Regions from separate parts of the Mus musculus genome. Here region 2 is linked to region 1. Evidence: chromatin contacts called from public Hi-C data. All regions are on one chromosome and are shown on one strand. The core of a region is the stretch at or near the end of the contact, and the rest is flanking DNA. Distances in the headings are between cores, read along the strand shown. Region 1 has its middle 42 kb from the start of Gm40283. Region 2 overlaps Cpz (carboxypeptidase Z).

Region 1 (6,870 bases), core at 719-3,218:
GCTTCTTTGTTCCCACCTGGGGCTCATCACAGGGTCTCTGGGTACCTCCTGCCTCTCTGATATTCAGAGAGACTGGTGTCCCTTAACATGCCCCACTTCTCCTCTCCCTTGTGAGTCTTGGGAATGGTTAATTTCCCTACCAGGAAGTAAAACAGCCAAAGGCCAAATTTGAGGTTGATTGAGTGGAAGAATCTGGAAGCGCTAGGTGTAGGGGAGCCAGAGAACTTGGCAGAACTCTCACCTACTGAAGGGAAAAAGAAGACAGCAACGAGCAGTGGTAGGCGACAGGAGAGTGGCAGGAGCTGTCAGGGCAGCATCTCTGAGGAGAAGCTAGGGGTTTTTTGTAAGGGTCACAGTAAGCAGACTCAGCCCTCTGCAGCAGTTGGGAAGGTGATATTCCTGTCCGCACCCAGGGGTTAATATGGGAATGTAGACATAGACTGCAGGTGGGGAGAGACCCCATCACATCTGGACACAATTTTTCCTCTAGTAATACCTTCTGTGCACCAGTCCCCTCTGGAACTGAGGTCTGGCTGCCAGTGAGGCTCTCCAGGGTCTGCCTTGCCACCCCATCATGCAATGTTACTGGTGTTTGGGTTACTCAGCTCCTGTCGTCTGAGGACTATGGACTAGCATCCTACTGATCTTTACCCAGCTTTCAAGTGTAGATTGGGAGTGATATCCCAAGAACCATCACTAAGACAGGGTCAGCGTGTGCCAAGTGCTGCATCACTTGGGCTCCTGGTATTTCCAACTACGTGTCTTCTGACTGCATGAACCAGTGAATAAACAACGAGAGAGGATGGTGACAGGTGGAGGAGCCAGGTACCCCATCTTCCTGGCCTATCCCTGGTGGTCCCACTGTCTGTGGGTCGCAGGAGAGACAGGGCTGGGCAATGCAGACTCCAGCCTTGCACCTGACTAGCCACTGGGCGAATGCCTCCCCAAGCCCATTATGGCAATTAGGAGTCAGCGTTCCACTTAACCGCCAGAGCAGCATTGTGGCTGGGCCCAAGGAGGCGGATGCTCCAGCAGTCTCGCCAGCCTGGAGCCCCAGGCTCATCTGTGTAGAGGGAGGGTGTCAGACCAGGCCCAGGGCACCTCCCTTGAACTTCAGTCTGTGTGAGCCTTAAGGGCTGTGGCTGAGACATTGGGGTCTGGGGGGGGGTAAGCAGAGGCATGTACTTGGTCATGTGTACATACACACACACACACACACACACACACACACACACACACACACACACCACTGGGCTCTGGGCTTCCCATCCCTGGTGCATCAACTCAGCTTAGCTGTTATGATGCATCATAGCACATAGCACATGCATAACACATATGTCAGACCTGAGCATCATCAACCAACAGTTAAAGCCTCATGGTCCAGAGGCTGAAGTCTGAGATCAAGACATTGTTGTTATTAAGTCACCCCTGCCTAGGTTCTGTCTCCAGATGTAGTCGTATACTGAGGTCCTGGATTCAGCCCTTCTTCATGAGAGATACAATTGAGACTTTTATCTCTCCTGCCCTTAGATGGAAGAGAACAGCCTTCCCCGCCCCCCCCCTCCCCAGATACTGCAGAGGTGAGGTCCTCAGGCTAGAGTCCTGCCTGGCTATCCTTGCCCCCTTAGCACATCTAGGAAGTTGCTGCATACCTCGGGGAAGCCGAGCACACTCAGACCCTCCAGTCTTGGGCCTGTGTTTCCTGAGTTTACAACTGTACTCTTGCCAGCTGTGTCCCAGAGTTCAGCACCCATAGTTGCCTGTGGTTTGGTGTGAGAGGGGCCACAAGCAAGCAAGTTATCTCAGGCAGCGAGCGCCTCGGAGCCCAATACTGCTGGTTTTCTTGGGATCCCGATGGATGGCGCTGTCTCACTCTGCCTGCTTTTCTGTTCTCTAAACATTCTGCCTTTACTCCCCAGCAGCCTCTCCCAATGACGTCACCCAGATGCGCTCACATGGTCTCCATTCTGGAAATACAGTGCTTTGCTCCTGGCCTGAAAACTGCCTCTGAATGAAGCTGCGTGATTCTGTGTGGTGGGTGATGTTGGGTCAGGCCTCGGGATGGATGTGGCTGCTGACGTTCTGGATTCCGTCTAGACGCTGTAGGAGTGTGGGCCACGACAAATTCATTAGCCGGCCTGAATAATTTAGACAGATTTGGAAGGCAAATGAACAAGGGGCTCCCCCATGGCCTTGACAGTATAGATTCTCCTTTAAGAGGCAGAATATAAATTAATAACAGTCCAATTGCCGCTAATGCCACGGTGGAGTGGGCGCGGCTCCCAGACAGCTGCTCATTAAGGAAGCCATTCATTTCTGTCCCCTGGACAAATTGGTTGGTTAAGCTCTCTGAAGCAGCCCGCTGCCCTGGCCAGAGCTGACCATGCTGCTAATGAATTGTGGGCTGTAAAACACTATAGCGGAGGAAGGCTCCACTGAAGTTGCTCTGTCCCAGACACCTCAGAAACGGTCTGTGGAGCAAGGATGGGCGCACCACCCAAAGGAGGGGAGTTTCTTTTTTATTTTATTGCACTTATTTATTTATTTAATGGGTGTGTGTCTGGGGGGGGGGTGTCAGAGGACAGCTTTGCAGGGGTTAGCTCTTTTCTTCCACCATGTGGGTCCCAGGGATTAAATCCTGATGGCAAGTGCCTTTACCTGCAGAGCCATCCCACTCTTTCCAAGAGTGGACTTTCTAAGAACTGTGGAACACCTATTTAAAATACGCGTCCATAAATACACATCCCCATATCCCCTGCCTGGGACAGAGTCCCAAGCACACATATCCTAATCACCCCAGGTAGAGGCTTGTCAGACTCCAGCCCCCTCCCCCAACCACTGCCCTATAGAGGGGAGCCTTGATGCAGCAGATCCCAGTCCTCCGTAGCTCTCTGGGAAGCATTCACCAAAGAGCTCCCGCCACAGAGCAGGAAAAACATTCAAATGAACAGAAGTAACAAAGACAAAATGGGGCATGGGGTGGTCTTTTTCCTTGAGCCTCAGTGGTATTAGCTACTTTGAGGTGCCCAGGTTGAGGGTAGCCTGCTTGCGTATCTGGGGCATGTGGGGATATTTTGTAGTCACCCTGGGAGTGGGTCACAGGGAAATGATCCTGCCCCCTTAGCTCTGATTTCTCCCTGTCCGATCTGTGGCTAGTGATGAGAGCTGTCTTTGAAGGGGAAGTGGTGGCCAGAGCAGAGTAGTTATGGGGAGGGCAGGGGTCCTGGGAACATGCAGGCCTTATCACTGATCAAAGCCAGGAGGTGCAGCCCAGCAGATGAGGTGTGGCCCCACCTGGCTCTCATTAAGGTTCAGCTCCCTCTAGCCTGGCCTGTTCTTGCTCAGCCCTCCAGACAGCCTGCCATGAGGCCTGCCCAATACACCTGGGGCACGTGGGGGCACCCACCATGGACCTAACCCTGCCTGCACCGACACCTGATCGCTGGCTCTGTCTGGAAATAGGAACCACTGCACTGGCCAGGGAAGCACGTGGCAGCCCCTCCCTCCACCCTGGCACTGTCCTCCCTGCTGGAGACTCTCTTGACATCTCTCGCCCTAGAAATATGCAGGATTGTGTAGTCCTGAGTGTTGATTTGTTTTCTTATGCTGCCTGACCACTGGGCAGACCTGGAATGACCAGTGGTCCCCAAAAGATACTTGTAGATAAGATGCCCTTGCTAGACAGCCCTCCTGGTTGAGGCCTGCTATGGTTTGAGTCTTAAATATCCTCACAAATAGCCCGTGTGTTAAAGGCTGATCCTCAGGGTGGCATTGCTAGGGAATAATGGAGCCTCCGAGATATGACCTAGCAGGAGGTTTAGGTGGTTGGTAGAGCACCCTTGAAGGGGTTAGGAAGGTCTCTTCCTTTTCTGTTTTTCCTCTTCTCAACCACACGGGCACTTTTGATGAGCCATGAGCTCTCACCTCCATGTCCACTCCCTACCCCACAACAATCCTTAAAGCAACAGGGCCTTCCAGCTCTGAGCTGCAACCTTCAAACTGTGAGCTACCATGTCTATTTCCTCTCATGCACTGATTATCTGGCTGCTGCATGTGTCTGTCCATCTTTCCCTCGTGGTTCCGCTGTGGGCTGAAGCCTGCTGTGGCTTTGAGGTTTAAAAGCCCTTGGTCTCTAGTTTACATGTATAATGAACTGTTGATCGTATCCACCTGCGTGGGTGTTTGTGCACTCTGACTGATGCATCTGTCACTCCAGGCATCCTAGTAAGAATAATGGCATTTCTAGTCACCGTGGAGGGGCATCTGCCCCCACCTCCTTTCCAAGGCCTAGCCACTCAGGGTGGCCCAGCTCTGCAGACAGGACTGCTAAAACAGAGTCTGGTTGAGTGGACACACTGATGGTCACCACGGCTAGCTTTCTACTTTGAACTTACACATATAGTGCTACTGTCTAGGAAGCACAGTCAGAAACTATTTCAAGTTCCATGTGAGAGACTGTCCAGTCAGTGGGTTAGACAAGGAGAAGCTGTCAGGATCACATGATATCTGCTAGAAGGTAGAAAAATATATAGTATATATGCATATGCCATCTCGTATGTTATATGAATGGATATTATATAGAATGTATAGCATATAAAGACATGAAATGTATATTAAAAGAATATAATATGCTATATAAATACAGTTATGGGTCAGAGGTAGACTACTGCCCTAGCATTTATATGACCCTGGTTTCAATCACCAGTACTAGAAAAAAAAGTAAGCTTATCAATCGATCAACCAATATACTTATACATAAATGTACATAATATTATAAAGTAGTATAACCAAAAATCGTAAACTAGAGGGAAATATATAAAAATCTGTGTAGTATAGATATGTAATATATAAATATATATGCATAGTATAATTTTATATTATGTAATTTATTGTATATTATATATTTTATTATAAATTTATCATTCACAACCAATAAATTAAATATTTATATTTATTAATGTTATTTTATTGTGTTCTGTGTAATAAAATATTTGGGTCAAAAATGCTTCTAAAAATATTACTTTCTCAGGAAAACATTTCACTCATATATGAAAGCCCATCTGTGGTGAAATGTGGTGTGTGGCTAAATGTGAGGGCCAGCTACTTGCTCAAGCCCTACTTTGGGCCAGGCTGCCACATATGAAGAGGGCAGGCAGGCAGGCAGGCCTGTGTTCCTGGCGTGCTCAGGCAGCACAGGGATTGGGAACAGGTGGAGCTCCCATGAGTCAGTGGAAGGACGAAGCCAGCTGAAGGGTTCAGAGGCCAGGCTGCCGCACCAGAGCCGTGTGTGGCCAGCACAGTTGTTCAGTTAGCCGGGTATAGCCCGCAGAGTTGCCTTTCTGGATTCCAGCATTTTAGAGTGTTTATTTTCCCTCATGTATTCATACAGCAAATATTTATTATTTTTATATGCTAGGACGTAAGACTAGTTTTATTCCCAGTTCTAGGGTGAAAAAGCCTGGAAAACTCAAGGGATTAAGGCAAGAGCTCTCTCCTCTTTAAAAAATAAGTAGAGTGAGACTGGAAAGATGGCTCAGCAGTTAGGCATACTGGCCACTCTTCCAGCGGACATGAGTTTGGGTCCTGGCACACACACAATAGCTCACAGCTACCTGTGAGCTCCATTTCCAGCAGATATGATGCCTTCTTCTGACATACAGTGACATGCACTGAGTATTCACCTAGTTGCTAGACATCCATGCAAGCAAAATACTCATACAGTAAAATAAAATTAATAAACCTAAAAATCTGCTGTATGAATGGAGAGATGGCTCAGCAGTTAAGAGCACTGGCTGGTATTCCAGACTCCCAGCACCCAGGTGGCTGCGAACCACAGTCTGTAACTTCAGTTACAGGAGACCTGATGATTTCTTCTAGCCTCTGTGGGCACTGCAGGTACACAGTAAACAGACAGGCATGCAGGCAAAACATCCAACACATAAAATGGAAATCGATGATAAATCTTTAAACAATAGAAAAGGCAGGAGTCGCCTGCTTGCTTCTCAGATCCCTCCAATCAGCTGAGTGTGTTTGCAGGCTCTTCCTGATTTTAGTCACCCACTCAACTATCTCTACTGAGTGACAGATCCTTCCAGCAACACAGCTGCTTCAGATCATAATGCCTCCAGTGCATGTGTCAAGACTCCCTCTCTGCCTGAATTTCCAGGCTGAGCCCTAGGTGGGGCTCCTTTTAGGGAATCTTCTTGTGACAAAGATAAAGGAGAGGCCAATCCTTTTGGACAGGGAGGATTCCCTGCAGGCTCAGGACAGCTGGTGCCAGTGTTCCCGTGCTTCAACACCCTGGGAGACAGAAACACCTTCTGGTACCTGATTCCTTCCCCCAACCAATAGCTGCTACCATAGGCCAATGTCATGGAGCAACTAGACCCAGATATTTCCATATATCTTCCCATGTCCAGTCCAAGAGGTTTGGTGTGTCTTGTCCACTGCTGTGTGGTTCTGTGTACTGGGGTCCGTGGAATGGAATTCTGTAGCTCTCCTGTTTCCTGACTGGAGCAGCTGTTGCCACAGCTGGTCTCACCCCCAACGGGGACATTTAGTTGGTTTTGTTACCTAGTTTGTCTAAACTAAAGGTGAGTGACTCCCGCAGTCATCAAATCACAAGGACTGGGATCTGCACACTGTCAGCTTCAATGGGGGCATTGGGTATCAATCTGTGGATCCGTCATGCTGCATAGGGAAGAGCTGGCACATTTATCCCAATGAGAAGAGAGACCCAGCAAGTGAGACACACTGGGTACTGGCCTGTGGGTCCCAGGTGCTGGCATGAACTCATTTATATCTGAGTTTCCCTGTTTAAGAATGAGAAGAATTAATGCTAGACTAGCACAGACCACAGAAGTGTCACAA
Region 2 (6,973 bases), core at 232-2,731, 51 kb after region 1:
GTTCTAGCAGGAAGCCTGGTGAGGACACAGACCAGGTCCTCAAACCCTCAACTCACTACTTACACTTGCATGTGTCAGTCTACACACCAGACACTCAGCGGTATCCTCAGAGTAAAGCCCAGGACCCCTGGAGGGCAGCCATGAAGCTGGACAGACTCAGCCCTACTATGAACTGACCTTTCTGCTTCCCAGCCACACCCCGTGCCTTCTGCACACAAGGGGGCCTCCTGACCCCAGAAAACCATTTGCTTCTGCACATTCAACTTCCTCAGCTACAGAATGGATCTTAGTGGGGCCGGAGCTGCCAATAACACCTAGGGCTCATAGTGCTTCTAAGATCAGCAAAGTCGGGAACCCAACAATCCCAGAAGTCCCCCACTGCTCAGAGCCAGCAGCTCTCAGTGGCTGCCACCCTCCCTCCTGACTCCCAGAGGCACTGAGGCAGACACAACAATCTAGTCACTTCTCTTCTACAGTTTAGAAATAAACAAAACAGGGTTGAAGGTTTGGGAAAAGAGGGCATGTAGATGTGGCTAGCACAGGCTGGGAGCTCAACTCTCATGACATGAACACCTAAGTGGTAGCTGGCTGCCCCTGAATGGGTGACCACTGCCTGGATGCTCCTGAGCACGGATTGCTGTTCTGTGGAGCTGAAACCAGAAATGCTATCCTGTAGAGGGAGAGGAGGAGTTGTTGGATGAGGACAACTGATGGTACGGAGGCCACTGTGCCAACCCAGCCAGCTCCTCCCTCCCTCCTCCTCACTCACAGAAAGACACTGACTCCTACAGAGCCAGTGGTCATGGCTAACCTGTGGTTCCCCCATGCGTGTATCCCTCTAGACCTCTGTGCCCCCCCACCTTTGCCCTCTTAGAATGTTCTGGCCATCTGCACTGACTGGCCCCTTCTACCACTCCCAGAAGCCCTCACTCCTCAGCCTCTAAGATGTCATTCCTGATGACGCCATAGCCTAGCTTCTCTCTCCCTGCTGGGTTTTACTGAGTGAGCATTTGTGTCTCAGGGCCTGTCCACGGGAGCCCCTCCCTCCAGTTGGCTAGTCTCTGATCTGCACCTCAACTGGGGTCCTCTTCTGCCACCCTGGGGCCCAGAGCTGAGCAGCAGGAGGAATTGGTTCTGCCTCTGCCTCTTCCACCCCCCCACCCCTGGGCCTGCTCAGGATCACTGTGAAAGTGACCTCAATTGGCCCTGACAGACCTGATCCTTATCAGGATCCAAGCCCGTTTTCCTGGGGGTCATCTGTCTCGGGGTAAGCCAAGTGCTGCGCGACTGGCCACCACTCTGCCTGCCATTAAATCTTCATACACTGAGACTTCATGTACAATATCCACGGAGCGATCCCAGTCCCACCAAAGCCCCTTCTAACTCATTTTCCCCAGACGACCACAGAATAGCCTGAGCACCTAGCTCTGCCCCAGGCCCTGCCTGTGGATGAGACACACCCTGCCTGAATGACGTGCCAGCTACCACAGAAAACAGTGGCCATGTTCTGTGCTACTTGGGGCTGTCTTCTTCCCATAGCTGCTGCTGTAGCAAGGCTCTGGCTGGTCTCACCTGGTGGAAGATTCCTGATCTCGCCAGAAAATAAACAGGGCTCAAGGACCGAACTTGGGGACACAAAGTCTGAACTTAAACTCCAGGCAGCTGCCATTGCATGGCCACTCCTCTTGCTCCCCCCACCCCCCAGCATAGCCACATGCCTCTGTGGCCACAGTGATCATTCTCTCGGGCCTCATCATCTAGGGGTGGGGCTGCCTAGGGCAGGGCCATCTAGGGGCGGGACCAACTGCGGAGCACTGTGCACTTGTCAAGGCCACCCTGCATCTGAATGTGCTGATGTCCCCAAAGCTGTTATCTCCCTATAGCTCTCCGTGCCTCGTCATTATTCTATAGCACTTGTGTGAGCTGTGCCGGGTGAGGCATTGGCTCAGGCACCTATTTCCTCTGACCCAGCAGACTCTAGCTCCAGGATCCAATGGAGGATTCTGAGGATGTATTTTCAATCACCCCATCACCTAGTCCAGATGAGCTCCATGCAGATAGGCAGGTACTCTTGGGCAGTCTACCCTTCAGCCTGCAGACCTCTGATGTGTGAACAGGCTGTATCCCAGAATCATCACCTCTGAGACCCACCCACCCCCATACATACTGTCCTCTTCACTCCTACAACTACCCTCACTCCAGTCTCGGGAAGGGACCCCGTAGGTCTCAAGTGCCTCACTGAGTCGCCTACTGCACCCCCTCTGCTCAGAGAGTACCCGCTCCTGCCTGGTTTTTCTTCCGTCAAGATTCAGCTTAATTCACCTACTGCTTCCTGATAGCTCCCGGGGCTTGGAGGCAGGCCAGCATCCCCTCCAGACTGCCAGTACCCCCAAAAGACTGCCAGGCCCCCACGTTCCCTTTGGCAATCATGCCTGTGAGATATGAGGGAAGAGATATGGTTGGGAAGCCCCAGTCTTGAATGGATGGTCAGAGAAGTCACCAACTTATGCTTCCACTGAGCCCCAGATAGAGCCAAGAGGACAGAGCCTAAGGGTAGAAGCTGGACTTCTTCCCCACCATGGGAAGCTTCCAGTGGGTGGGGCTCACCATCTCCAGGAAGTTGAGTAGGGGCTCCTTGTTCTGTTGCCACAGGCCATACAGCGCCTCCTCTGGGGGGAACTTCACACAGCCCAGTTCCACAGTGATCTCAAAGCAGTTGGTATGTAAGTAGTTGAAGTCAGACATACCTGTGGGGTGGGCAGCTGAGTGTCAAGGGCAAAGAGCCTGTGGCAGGCACAAAACTCCAGGCCCAGCACCACTTTGCACAAAGAGGTGATTTACACAGCCACTGTTCTTCCATGCATAACCCTGAGGTCAGGAGTAGAGGCCCTGACCAGGCCACAGAGGTAAACTTGATTTCAGACAGGTGGGTGGCAGAATCTTGTTCTCCCAGAGAAACTAGCCAGTGCACCTCACAGGTCTCTGTGTCCCAGCTATTGGGCCTACAGCCTCAAGGAGTCTGACAATGACCACAGCACACAATTGCCCAGAGTTAACAGCAGTCCAGGGAGACCTGATCATTTCCCAGAGAGGAAGTCGGGAGGACTACAATGTCGTCGTCCCCCCCCCCCCCCAGCTCTAAGGACTTTTGTGTTTCTGAGCTCTGCTGTCGGAGCTACCACTGCCACAGTCCTCACGGGTGCCACCTCTGCTCTGTGGCCCTGCCAGCTGCTGGAAGGAAGCCTATGGATCTCTCCATTCAGCCTCAACAGTAGGATCTCCCTTGTCTGCCATCTGGGGAACCAATGTACCTGAAGCCTGGAAAGAAGGGAAGCTCTCATGCCCCAGAAGATGGCATGTGCTAGTCCCTGGCAGCGTGACAAGATCAAATAGTAGCTTTGGAACACATGAGGACAGTAGCTGTTGGCCGCCTGAGTAGGTTTGGTGGGACACAGAGTTGCAGGGTGAGCAAGCCCCAGCCGTGCCAACACAGGCCTGTGAATCTGTCCCTTGCTCTCTTGCCCAGTGCAGAATGGTCTACCGGTGCTGGGGCACAGCAGAAATCAGGTGAAGGGGGCTGTTGCTAGGGAAGGGGCTTCAATGGGTGCTTCAGGGTGTGCATAGCATGTGTCTCCCACAGTGCACTTATGATACCTTCACCCAGCACACAGCAGCCAGTGAGGACTCAGAGGTCCGGTGAACGCTGAGCTTGGGAAAACCCGGAAGCCTTAGAGTACAGCACCCTAATATCTTACACAGTAAATATATCCCAACCATTAGGACCTGTTACCCAGAACCAAAAAGTCTTCTATTGCCCTGAGATGTCAGCTTCCCCGGGGCTCTGCCACTGCACCCCACAGCCCTGTTCAACCCCTAACAAGCAGCAAGGGCTTATATAAAAAGCTGATTATAAAATAAATTCAACAGTAACTGCTGAAGTCACAGGACCAGTCATCCCAGTTCCCCTTCTCCAGGCAGATGCTGACTAACTCTGCGGAGAGTGCCAGGGCTCTGCTGAGGAAGGCCCCACCCACCCCCCTGCTCAGGCCGCACCTCCAGTGAAGCTGTACCAGTCCGCCCCGTTGATGATGCTCCCCCGCTTCAGGAAGTTGCCCCCACACCTGTTCTCCGACCTGTCCATCATCATGGGGTGGACATCAGCATAGGCTCTGGCCAGAAGCTTGAACATCTGAAGATGAAGATGGAGGAGGAAGGTGGGTGTTCTGCAGCCCTCCCCCATCAATCTAAACGCGGGCTGGGCTCCAAGGTTAGGTCCGGTACCTGGACTGTCTGACCCCCTACCACTCTTCTTTCTCATCCCTGCCTTGGAGCTATCATCCCATGTTCCTCCATGGTCCTGTGGGTGAAGGCTGAAAGGAAGCTATAGTCATCGTCCCCATAATCCTGGGCACGTGAGCCTCAGGCCTGGCTTAGAGCAAGGCTGTACAGAGGCGCGGCCTGTCTGCAGGCTATGTGGGTAGGAGGGGTGCAGACATGAGGAATGTAGATGAAGTATGGCAGCCGGAGCCAGGAACAGTGGCACATGCTTTTAATCCCTCATTCGGGAGGCAGAGGCAGAGGCAGGCAGATCTCTGCATTTGAGGCCAGACTGGTCTACAGAATAAGTTCAGGGCAGCCAGGGCTACACAGAGAAACTGTGTCTCAAAAAAACAGAAAGGGAAGAAGAAAGGAAGGGCCGGGCAGTGATGGCACACACCTTTAATCTTAGCACTTGGGAGGCAGAGGCAGGCAGATTTCCGAGTTCCAGTTCCAACTATTAAGTGAGTTCCAGGACAGCCAGGGCTATACAGGGAAACCCTGTCTTGAAAAAAAACAAAAAAACAAAAAAAAAAAGGGAAGGAGGGAGGGAGGGACGGAGGGAGGGAGGGAGGGAGGGAAGGAAGGAAGGAAGGAAGGAAGGAAGGAAGGAAGGAAGGAAGGAAGGAAGGAAGGAAGGAAGGAGCAAAGCAACTACAGAGACCTAGGAACTTGGTCACCAGGCACAGCACCCCCACCACTCAGCAACTGCCTGGTGAGTGCCCTGGTGAGCTGCAGCAGTGCTGGCTCCTAGGACTGTGGCCAGTAGGAAGGGCTGGGGGCTGTGAGCATGGCTCCCAGGACTCTCCCTGGCAGGATAGAACACTGGCAAAGATGTCCCCTGAGACACCCAGACAGCTCCTTCCCTCACACACTCTCCCCACCTCTCCTGAGACTGTGGTTTCCACAGAGCCTGCCACTGGCTGCAGGCTGCACCGTTATTGATTGAGGATTGATGTCTGGGGAGCAGACTCATTTCTTCTGACTCTAGTGGGACCCATTGAGGTGAACCTCCTTGCTACAGACATCCCCAAGCACAGAGGCTGAGAGGCTGGGCATGGAGGGCCTCCTGCTGCTTGGGGTATGCCTGCCCACCCAGGGGGTGCACTTGCTCTAAGGAGGGACACGATCTGAGACCCCACACTGAATGAGTGTGCAAGCAAATGTATGAGTGTAAATGAGTGAATGAATAATTGAGTGAAGGATTGAATGAATGAAGTAGTCGGGGAGAGAGTGGGTGCATGAATGAGTGAATGGGTGAATGACTGGATAAGTGAGTGTGTAAGCTGATGGGTAGACTCGGGGATGAGAAGCCAGAGGATACAGGCATGGCTGGCACTGAGCTGGGTCTGGCTGCATAGAGGTCTCTGACAGCCTGTGCCTGAAGCATCCTTCCACCTCATCCTTGCCCTTGTGCTCCACTAAGAGAAGCTGCAACCCAAGGGAAACCCTTTCTAAGTCTAAGCCAGGCTGGGGTTCCTCTCCTGACACATGGGAACACAGGCATATACATACATTCCCAATGGTATATGCAAACACAAACATGAATGCAAATCCACCTGTATCCACACACAGCTACATACACTGTGCCCCAGCCTTGGCACTCGTCATGGATGCTGACCGTCCTGTCCCTGCTTGCTGTGTTGTTTTGTTTTGTCTTCCTCCATGGACAGAGTAGGAGGGAGAAGTTTCCTCCGCCATTGTGACCCAGAAACATGGAAGGTTCTAGGTAAGATCAGTATGGTGTACAAGTGTCCAACAGGGCTCAGGGACAGCTGTTCCCCTGGCCAAGTTGCTCAGAGATCAGGGAACCTGGAGTCTGGTCCTTGTCCGTCCTGATGGTCCCTACCTCCAGGTCCCTTCCCCTAGGTTTGAAATGAAAACTGCCCTTGAAGGTACGCCAGGCTCCCTGCACCTATCTGATTCGCCAGGAGACCTGACTAGAGACCAAGCCTAGCTCAGACCTGCACAGGCCCCACCTGGGACAGGAGCTTGCAGCCTCTAGTAATATAAGAGAGAATGGAGGCTTGGCCCCAGGCCTGGGGAACACCAGGAACTGCTGAGTCCTCCCCTCCCCTCCCCTCCCCTCCCCTCCCCTCCCCTCCCCTCCCCTCCCCTCCCCTCCCCTCCCCTCCCCTCCCCTCCCCTCCCCTCCCCTCCCTCTGCCAGCTTTCTTTGCCACAAGAGGGAAAGATAAGCTTCCTGTCCTGTTGTAACAAACAGGGCTGGGTGGCATAGCATGGCAACTTTAAGAGCTGGAAGTGTTCCAATGTTACTCGGTCACACATACTGTGGAAAAAAAAACAGTCCTAAGAAACCAGGGGCCTTACAGAGCCCCGCCCCTAACCTCTGCACCCAAGCTGGAACCCAAGCAGAGAACCCAGTTCCCAGCCCAAAGGGCACCATGCATGTGGTAGCACTGCCCCCTGCTGGTACAATCTGAAACAACATAAAAGACAAAACACAAGGCCAGAGTTCCTCCCTAAGGTTGAGGACACTGAGTAGGAAGACTGCTCTCTGCTTGACAGGGCATCTCCTGGATGTGAGGGAAGCGAGCAAAGGGACTCCTGAGGGTTCCGCCACGCCTATGAGCTAGAACAGAAATGACCTGCTCAGCCTGAGCACAGTGTCCATCTCTCACCTTCTCATCTGGTGT

What was found. Hi-C and Micro-C count contacts between places; a contact is called where the count stands out from the background.
Region 2: a contact with region 1 is called in a Hi-C map of the N1E-115 cell line, with 4 times the contacts expected there. The contact joins two enhancer-like sites. A contact is called at or near these places in 6 of 39 promoter capture datasets (the C10 cell line, the HPC-7 cell line, liver and 3 more), 38 of 484 Hi-C or Micro-C datasets (8-cell embryo, B cells, the G1E-ER4 cell line and 12 more) and 2 of 115 datasets of contacts at active chromatin or transcription factors (both in embryonic stem cells).

What each region holds. Positions count from the first base shown.
Region 1 is chr5:35,452,338-35,459,207 of GRCm38.p6, forward strand. No RefSeq gene overlaps it. Among named protein-coding and RNA genes, the nearest start is that of Gm40283, 42 kb to the left of the region's middle. Within about 2 kb of position 1,969, at least 31 of the 459 cell types and tissues checked have an H3K27ac peak or open chromatin away from gene starts, as enhancers often do. A contact at or near this core is called in the N1E-115 cell line, where this site is marked.
Region 2 is chr5:35,504,065-35,511,037 of GRCm38.p6, forward strand. It overlaps Cpz (carboxypeptidase Z), which reads right to left. Exons shown (of 11, transcript NM_153107.2): 7 at 6,959-6,973; 8 at 4,054-4,189; 9 at 2,608-2,747. Among named protein-coding and RNA genes, the nearest start is that of Cpz, 18 kb to the right of the region's middle. Within about 2 kb of position 1,482, at least 2 of the 459 cell types and tissues checked have an H3K27ac peak or open chromatin away from gene starts, as enhancers often do. A contact at or near this core is called in the N1E-115 cell line, where this site is marked.